2 separate regions of the Anas platyrhynchos genome follow, and region 1 is linked to region 2. Evidence: chromatin contacts called from public Hi-C data. All regions are on one chromosome and are shown on one strand. Each heading gives the region's core, a stretch centred on a gene start, on an enhancer-like site or on the middle of the called end of the contact. The rest is flanking DNA. Distances are from core to core; before and after follow the strand shown. Region 1 overlaps SYBU (syntabulin). Region 2 has its middle 9.5 kb from the start of SYBU.

What was found. Hi-C and Micro-C count contacts between places; a contact is called where the count stands out from the background.
Region 1: a Hi-C map of subcutaneous adipose tissue shows a contact between it and region 2, with 1.7 times the contacts expected there. The contact joins two enhancer-like sites. A contact is called at or near these places in 3 of 8 Hi-C or Micro-C datasets (F5 follicle, skeletal muscle and subcutaneous adipose tissue).

What each region holds. Positions count from the first base shown.
Region 1 is chr2:18,246,116-18,250,513 of IASCAAS_PekinDuck_T2T, forward strand. SYBU (syntabulin) reads left to right here. Exons shown (of 7, transcript XM_027452617.3): 7 at 1-2,042. The coding sequence ends at 1,037. Among named protein-coding and RNA genes, the nearest start is that of EBAG9, 21 kb to the right of the region's middle. Within about 2 kb of position 2,851, at least 4 of the 8 cell types and tissues checked have an H3K27ac peak or open chromatin away from gene starts, as enhancers often do. A contact at or near this core is called in F5 follicle and subcutaneous adipose tissue, where this site is marked.
Region 2 is chr2:18,195,061-18,199,818 of IASCAAS_PekinDuck_T2T, forward strand. No RefSeq gene overlaps it. Among named protein-coding and RNA genes, the nearest start is that of SYBU, 9.5 kb to the right of the region's middle. Within about 2 kb of position 2,806, at least 4 of the 8 cell types and tissues checked have an H3K27ac peak or open chromatin away from gene starts, as enhancers often do. A contact at or near this core is called in F5 follicle and subcutaneous adipose tissue, where this site is marked.

The sequences.
Region 1 (4,398 bases), core at 1,601-4,100, 51 kb after region 2:
TGGAGGCACAGCTGGCCTTAAAGGAAGCAAAGAAGGAAATTAAACAACTCAAGCAGGTTATTGAAACCATGAAGAACAACTTGGCAGATAAAGACAAAGGCATTCAGAAATATTTCATAGACATAAGTGTTCAAAACAAGAAACTGGAATCGTTGCTGCACAAGATGGAGATGGCTCACAGAGGCTCTCTGAGCGACGAGTATGTGTCTGACTCTCCAGGGAAGCCGTTAGCACTGTATGTCAAGACTCCAGGCAGCCTCATCACAGAGGACCAGGCTTTGGGGGAGATGGGCGACAGTGAGGCGTTTAGGAGAGAGGACACTGAGGACACAAGCAACAAAAGTAACGAGAGCAATTTATTTAAGGAGAGTTCAACCACCGCAAGTTCTGAAGGGAGCGATCCATCTTCCTCCAGTTCTGCTGTGGATCGAGAGACACGTGAAACTGCTTCTGATGAAAAACTGTCTTCTTCTAAGAAAGAGGAGGAAAGCAGCAACATGACAGTGGAACAGTCCGTTCAGACCGACGTGCCACGTGGCCTGAAAATGGAGTGGTTCATTCAAAATGTCTTCATATCTCAAGATTCCTCCCCTAGACCACCTTCCTCACCGAAGGAACTGAGTGAGTTTTCTTCTGGAATCTACGATCTGGATTCTGGTATGGTAATGGACTTAACTCCAAACAGTCCGAACTCTGCCAAATTTTTGCCTTCTGTGGAGTCTCCACACAGAAACGTGGATTGTGAAGTTAATGATAACCGGGTCATGAAAGAACTGGATTTTACAGAGCCACATGATGAAGAGTTTGGGTATGTGAATACTTGCTCTCAGACAGGAATAACGAAGAAGCACTGGAACAGCAGCCTCCTGGTAGATATCCTGGCGGTAGCAGCCCCCGTCGTGCCCACTGTCATGTGGGCCTTCAGCACACAGAGAGGAGGAGTAGACCCCATGTACAATATCGGAACACTGCTGCGTGGGTGCTGCCTGGTGGCTCTGCACTCACTGCGTCGTACACCCTTCAACATCAAAATCTAATTTCTGCTCAGTCACGGGGCACCAGGGGCTGAGGCATTTGGGGAGGAGGGGGGGGGAATGAGGGGTGATAAGAGAGATACTGTATGTTCTGGCAGACTACATTGTTTTGCTCTTGACTATTTGATTTGCACTATAACTTGGTTCGAAAACATGTTCTTTGTTCCAAAATGACAAAGCTGAACCCTGCAGTTTCACAAAATGTTGGTAACTGGCGTAGCACTGTATTGCTGCCTGCAGAAATAGTCCTCCTGCGCCCAGTCACCGGGTCCCTGCCCTCTGCTGGCATCTTTCTTGTGTCAGTGCACCTGCCCAGTGAACAGGATCAGGGGCAGCGAGCAGAATTACAGCTAGCACCGTTTCGGGTTCGCTTGCTGAGTTAGTTTAAGCTCAGTTTCCCTGCCTGATTCATTGAGCAAACGCACAAACATTGTGCACTGGCTGAAGGGCAGCATGTGATGCATCTGGGAACAAATGGCAAGAGGAAGGTGGGGTATTTCTCCAGGCAGCACTAACCTAAAGCATTTGTGAAACTGTAGCGTTAAGTAAGATGAAGGCTCGTTTCCCCTAAGTGTATCACACCTGTACTCTAGAAAGCATGCTAGCGCTTTCCATTTGTTGTCTGAAACGTCAATTCAATTAAAAAAAAACAATCCATATTTCCCAGGCAGCTTCTAGCACATCGTTCATGCCTGTCTTGTGTAGTGGTCTTCCAAATCCTGCAGTTGCTCGAGCATTCCACTAGCCTTGTACGTATGAGGGGACTGTAACCAAAAATGGTAAGTGGGGGGGAGTCTTGAAACGTGTTACAATGGTAAATATAGGGGTGGATACACTCTGAATATTAATGTTGTTTTAAAGTCTTAATGTATTGGAACCTGATAGTCTTTCGAGCCATGTGAAATACCATCTATAAATGTATCGTGTTTTAACTTATTGTTTATTTAATAGCTTTATTATAAATTACCTTTATAATCACAATTTCATTAAAGCATGTTAGAAAATTTACCACTGTACGAGTGTCTTATTGTGGCAAAGCTGTTAAAAATGCTCCGTTTCAGATGAGGTATCACATACATAGCCAAAGGAGGCTCCATGTGAGGGCATAAGGAACCATCGGGACCCTGAGAAGAGAGTTAGGGTGAGGAACAACTAATCACAGCTCCAAGAGGAAGCGCTCCGCAGGAGGAGGCTCCGCTTGGTCTGTGGCCGCACCCACGCTGTACTAACAGAAACAGGTAGCCTTATTTTTACCCCACCATTCCTAAATGTCTCCTGTTTGAATGAAAAAAACATAATGGAGAATGCCTAATTCCTATTTTAAAATGTCTGTTCAAGTCAAATGGACTGAATTCTTAGCCCCAGTGTTAATGTCTTTATTACAATTCTGGGTTGCTCTGTTACATCTGCTGTTGTTTAAGTGCTCTTCACTTTGAGTGGTGGGGAAATGCAGCATAGCTTAGAGCAGAAAGTGATCTCCAGTTCCAGGAGAGACATTCACCTGTGACTACCCAGGTTTCTTCTGTAGCAAGCAGGAAACAAAGCAGCACAAACCTCCCCATGCTTAAGTTTAAAATTTCAACAGGCTCAAGTCACTTCACACCCTGTTTTGGGCAGGCTCCACGTAGCAGCAGTGGTTGTAAACAGGTTGTTTAAAAGGTAGGAGGCACGAACATTAGAATAATGGCAAAGTTGCTTCCTGCCCTTAAAAAATCTTCGCTCAGCTCTCAGGAGCCATTCAGCTATGCTCAGCGAGGAGCTGCAGAGCTCCCATCACCTACCCAAAGAAAATCCTTGCTGTGATCTCTACCCAAAATTCAGCTCACTTCTGCCTTCTGCTGTACTGCCAGGAGATGGACAGCTCGCGGTGCTTGTGTAAGAGGCCTGAAGTACCAAGATAAGTGCTGTAATCCCAGACTGGGGAAATGGCCATTGTTACCCTATCCACAGAGGACACAGCAGCTGAGCTGCAGACATGCCATCTTCATTTGCTTTTAATGCCTCTAATACTCAGCTTTGATCTTTGACACGTCTCAGCTGCATTCCCCTGGTGCTGCACGGAGCAGCTAGGAGGACCATCAGCCTGCAGAAAGCTCACTGCAAAGTCCTGTTTTTCTCCTAATTTAGAAATAATTCATGTCCATACCAGTAGAGCACTAGAGATCTTTGCCTCAAATCACGCAGCTGGGGAGGACGAGCAGCTCACCAGCAAGGGGTGAAGCAGCAGGGGGCTTCCAGGATAGCACGGGAATGACAGATCCTTCCCAGGCCGCAGGGACAGCTGCTGATAACCCCATCACACACTTCTCTTCCTAACCCCACTTTCTTTAGTGCTCAGCCAAGAGGCACCTGCCCTACCACAAGCTGCACTCTCACCGTGCCCGCACTCACGAGGCTGATTTAGCTCCTGACCACTCAGTTGTTTCTTTCCTCCGCCCCAGCAGCTACCTCTTCCACATCCCAGACTGCAGCCACACACTCAAACAAAAGTCCTGCTTTAGTTGCGTCGTGTCCTACATGAGGAGACCAAATGAGTATTTTGTTCCAAAACCCTTCAGACAAATGAACACGTGGCATTTCAGATACGAACACTGCAGCAGAGCCAAGGACAGGAGGATTTTCCAGCCCTCCCAGCAGGCCGGTCCTCCAGAGTCAGCAGTAACAAGGAAGGTTTGGCTCCCAGCGAAGGGAAAATAAAGGGCACAGCCAGGAGGCTGCGTGGAGAGGAAGGAGGACCTGCAGCAGCAGGAGGGAAAGAAACCGAGCACATCCTGAGGGTGTCTCAGCTCCGTATTGGGAGGTGTAAGAAAGTTAGGACACAGAGGGCCTCGCTTCACCAGTGTGGTTAAAAGTACAGACACCTATTTTTATTAAATCTTATTCCCAGCCATTCCCTTATCTCCCATTCACCTCACCAGTCAGGTACTTTACCAGTGTTCCCTCTAAGATTTACTTGCCACGCAGTTGTACAGTCTGCAGAGCATATAGCCATCTGTTCTGCTCCAGCCAGAGCCCTTGTACAGAAAAAATAAGGATGAAAGTGAATATTGTTGCCTTCTAAAATGCATTTTGAAATTGAACAGTTCTCAAGGACATCATATTTGAGATTTCTATCAAATCAGTCAACTTGTGCAAGACTTTAAGGAACACAACAAGCAGAACAAACATTTTTGCTAAGAACTTTCCAGTCACTAAGACCTTGCTATCTTAATTATCTTTCAAGCAAAACCCGTGTCAGAACCTGCAACTTAGTTAGAAATTTTGTTTTTCTGGGCACACCATAGGCAAGCTCCCACCCAGCCCCACTCTTTCGCAACTTTATAGTTCCCTGTATGCATGGGGAACAAGTCTCAGGCACAGAAGT
Region 2 (4,758 bases), core at 1,556-4,055:
AAAATAATGTTGATAAGGCATGACTACAAGCTTGAATTCTGCATAGCAGTTATTACTGATAGTGATAACACAACCCACTTTAAAAGCTGGAACTTCACCTTGTATTCTTCATATACACGTTCCTGATTTACTATATGCCACAACAGTAAGAAATTCTACATAAACTGGGAAACGATAAAAAAGGGAGCCCTGAAAATGAACTGAATGATTTGCTAGGTGATGCAAAAAATTACCCAAATCCAGTTAACTTTTGGTGGAATTAGACTGGGTTGGCTAAGTGCCTTGTGTGTAATGTTAACTGATGATAGACTGTGAAGAACAAGTTTAGTGAGGTACAATGGAAAGATACATTCCAGTATACAATAGTGGGGGCTACATATAAACCAATATACACACTTCGGAAGAATATAGATATAAAACCCTTGAGATATTTGTACTGCTGTTGAAGCATTGCTAACATTGAATATTTGTGAAGATTGCCAGTTGGCAAAACAAATTGAATATTTGTGAAGATTGCCAGTTGGCAAAAACAAAAGGTTCTTTAAAGAAAAAGTCTAACTCAGCTCTGAAAGCAAAACTGTTGGTAGAGTGTTCTGACAAACTGTAAAGATAAAATCCCCCATGTTATCAGACTCTGTATCCTCCAGTCATGGCCAGTTTCATCTGCTGCAGTGGAGAAGGGAGTTTCTCGCAGGAGGTTGAGGTCAGGTTACGGAAAATGAATGTTTGAAAAAGCACTGGAATATCTGATGAGAAATTGCACCAAGGGCCCTGAGCCAGGAGGCTGTGATCCTAGATCAGTTGTCAGCCTCATTTTTCTTAGACAAGCCTACAAAGCTTAGTGTCTTTTGGCAAGAGAATATCAGGAGCTCCTGTTTTTGACACATGTACACCACAGCTGATGTTTCAAGTACATATAACCTCACCACTTCAGAGGTGTCCATAGAAATCCATTTACATTTATAAATGTTATAACGTACTTGGCATGAAGTAAGCATTAATCCCATTTTTCGATGCTTTGCTGCAAATAGAAGATGCATTACACCATAGCTTTTCTAAATGAAAAGTAGAAAATGTGCCTGTATCTTACACTGGATCAGAGGAGCCGAAGAAAATTTAAAACATAATGAAAATGAAATTCTGAAATAAAAGCAGGGTCTCTAAATATTACTGAGTAGGATTAGGAAGCGTATTTGATATTCACTTCTATTTTTTCCTCATAAAAAAACAAGCCCCTGAAACTGTATTGATTAGATATTTAGGTATTTAGATAGATCTACTGTGTGTATTAGATATTTGCAGAGTATGGTTTAATGTTTGGTGTGTTGTTTTTTTTAAACACACGATCACCAACTTTCTTCATGGATGTACCATTTAAAAACAATGGTGATAGGAATATGCAAGTCCTTTCTTCTTATTTGGGCTTACTTTTACAGAGAAACTAATATAATGGGTTGGCATAGTTTGTGGTATTTGCTTACAGTAGGTTTCAGCAGGCTGTATTTCATTTTGTCACAAGTTCTCTCTAGAGTTTAGTTTAGAAGTATGTTTCTTTTAACTCTACTGATACCATAAAAAATGGTATCACTGGGTATTATTTGGGTATTGTTTATGCAGATTTTTTAAAGTCATCTTCCAGTAGTGATGTAATTTTAATTCTGGACTGAGGCCAGATCCTGCAGAGTTGCCAGTGCATAACTGCTGATGAACTTGATGGCAGTCCTTCTTGCATCAGCCTCACAGATTTATGGGCTCACGTGTTGACATGGGTTAAATGTGCATTTCTTGAGAAGACAAGACTAATGCATCCAGTGGGTTGAGTGGGTGCTTTTTACTGCTATAAGCTCTTAATTCAAGGCGACAGTAAGCAACAATGATAGTCTCTCATGCTGATTTATAAAATAGCGATATTAAATATAGCCAAGAAAATGACAAAGATTGACAGGCATAAGGAGTAAGAAAAAAAGAATCTATCAGTTACTACACTTTAATGCATTTAATACACTTTTACAAAGGAAAAAATGACAGTTTTGAAACTAAGAGGTTGACTCTGCATTGATTCTCCCCCAAACCAGTTAGAAGGCTCAGTGATTGAGGTCTAGATGAACATAGCAAACTACAAGAATATCAAGAAAACAAATGTAGAAAATAGGTAGCTTTAATAACAGATGTTATTACTAATGAGGATTTTAAAGCTTCTGATATTCCCATCACCAATGGGTGCACAAAGATTGGATTTATGAGTTACTCCTAGGATCGAGAATTCCCCTGTAGATGATTTTCAAAGATTAGCCTGGCAGGCACTGAAGGGCAAGGCCTTTCAGCTGTTCTGGTCATTATGGATATATGGGGACCACAAGACTGAATTATATTTCGGACTTACTTGGCCTTACCCATTAGTCTTTCCTGAAGTGAGACAGGCCTTGCACCTGCTCTGCACTGCAGCTGGAGATGCTGGAAGCCAGCTCTGCCAGCTGTGCCCAGGGGCACTGCACCCCTGGAGGGAGCCTATCCTGTCACCATGGGAGTACCCACAGGGAACAGGACATTAAATCAGCTCAGACAGGCTTCCTGTTTGTCCCCATCCCCTACACAGATCCCTTCCCTGCCACTTTGTGTAACAAACCTTACAAGGCAGCTTATTTGTTTTTTGCAAGTGAAAGCAAAACAGGACCAGGATCTGCTTCACACTGCTTGTTTTAATACAGGGCATTTAGGGCCTGTAATCCAAGGGGACTCTGAGGCAATCCCCAGTCCACTGGAGCTTGCTGGCCGTGTGCCTCCAGCGAGTTCAGAACAACACCACATGAGCCAAGGCAGATCTCAGCAGGAGTTTTGCCATCACACTGGGCTGTAGCCTGGGGCCTCGTCCAGAGCAGGGCAACATCTGTGAAGCAGCTGAGTGTGAGCAAAGAGGTGAGCAAGCTTGGTGCAGTCTTTCAATATCACGCACAATATAAATTCATGGCTCAAACTGGATCAATTTTTCAACTAAATAACCAGACCATAAATCAACAATGTATGTGACATGGTTGATCATTCACGATCAGTAGGAAATATTTTCTTGCTTATCTTCTCTACTTTTAGAGAAAATGCAAGTATGATCACAAACTAATAACATAAAATGATCAAATTAAATGCTAAATGAAGATTAAAAATCTCATTTTCTCTTCTTGGTATTTACAAACCACAGTAAGAGTCTGGCAGTCCTACAAACACACAGCTTTTCCTGGAAGTGGAGAGCTGTACTTCTTCCCTTTGCATATTTATTCAGGGTTCTCAGAAACTTTCTAAGCCTTTGTATCAAAGCAGTTTCACTGCTGTTTACTGACAGTTATGCAAAATATAGTACCAGTAGTTCTATAGTACCATAGAAAGTGGATAACTAAATAAAAACGTGGCATTTGCTTTAGAAGTGTCCCAAATAGCACAATTATTCTATTGACAGGAAGTGTGAGGATCGTAACAACCACTCATTCATATTGGGGATGTTATCAACCAGAAATGCATCTGGCAAGAACCATGCACCCAAACAAACCACAAACACTCTTCTCCAAAATCTTTTCTCCAGTGATTTAAAATCTGCCAACGAATACAACAATCTGCTTAATAGCTTGAAGAATTTACAGTCTCACAGATGGCCTCACAGCAATCTTTATTACGTTGAAGGCATTGAGCTTTATCATTTACTCCCATTAATACTATCATCTGTTGTTAATACTGAAGTAGTATTTCAAGGCCCTGCTCAAGACCACATTGCAGTAGATACTGGAAAAATTAGACCAAAAGGCCTTGTCCGTGCTTGCAGGCATAGCTCAGACTCTAATCCCGCTCTGAGAGTACCTCTGAGCAGGTCAGTGTTGGGCAAGTATCTAGCCAAGAACACCAATAAAAACAGAGGAAGAAGCGCAGAATAACTATGGTACTGTGAACTTGTTGGAAGAAAGGTCAGGCTTAGAAGGATAAGACTAAGATATATCATCAGCTGAATAAAGAGCTCATCGTGTTTCTGGTTCCTCTTTGGTGCTATTGATGTTTTCATGAACATAAATATGCATATATAAATTTCTAGTTGTTCAACACAGGACCTCAGTACTGAACAAATTCATTTATATCCTTAATTTTATTATTAAAGTAACCCCAGAAGGACTAATCCAGTACTTAACATGATAGCTAGGATAAAAGAATTTGTGAGATTCTTACTTCTTAAAATTTGGAGAGGGGAAGTATTGTTCATGTTTTTGTCATTTAAAAGGACATTATCAAGATAAAAGGCCTCAGTTTTAACAATTTTTCATTACCGTTACATGTGAAATGTGGTAAAAATCCAATTCAGTTATCCTGAGCTCAAATTATATGCTCTGCTAACACGATTTCAGCTCTTTCCTTAAGTTTAACAGAAACAGACATTGATAGCTGTATACCATTTATGCTGTTTTTCCTTATGTCAGTGACAGTTCAGATGGATTTGTACTCCATACAGTGAGCATGGGAAATCATATTATTTTGTCCAGCAATGTCTTGGATCACATCTGCACCCTAGATAGGCTTTTCTCCATTTCCTTCCAGGCTGCCCGCAGGGACTTTGTGCTGATCGTTACCTCCTATATATGCTGATACCTTGGCTACAGCACGTGCAACACTCAAAGGAGCCTGTGGGGAACTCCTAGACCTCATCTCTTTCTCTGCCATGATGGCCTCTCATTTTGCCTTTTGATCCTGTGCAAGCGTTCTGATAAATTGATGAAATTTGTCCTA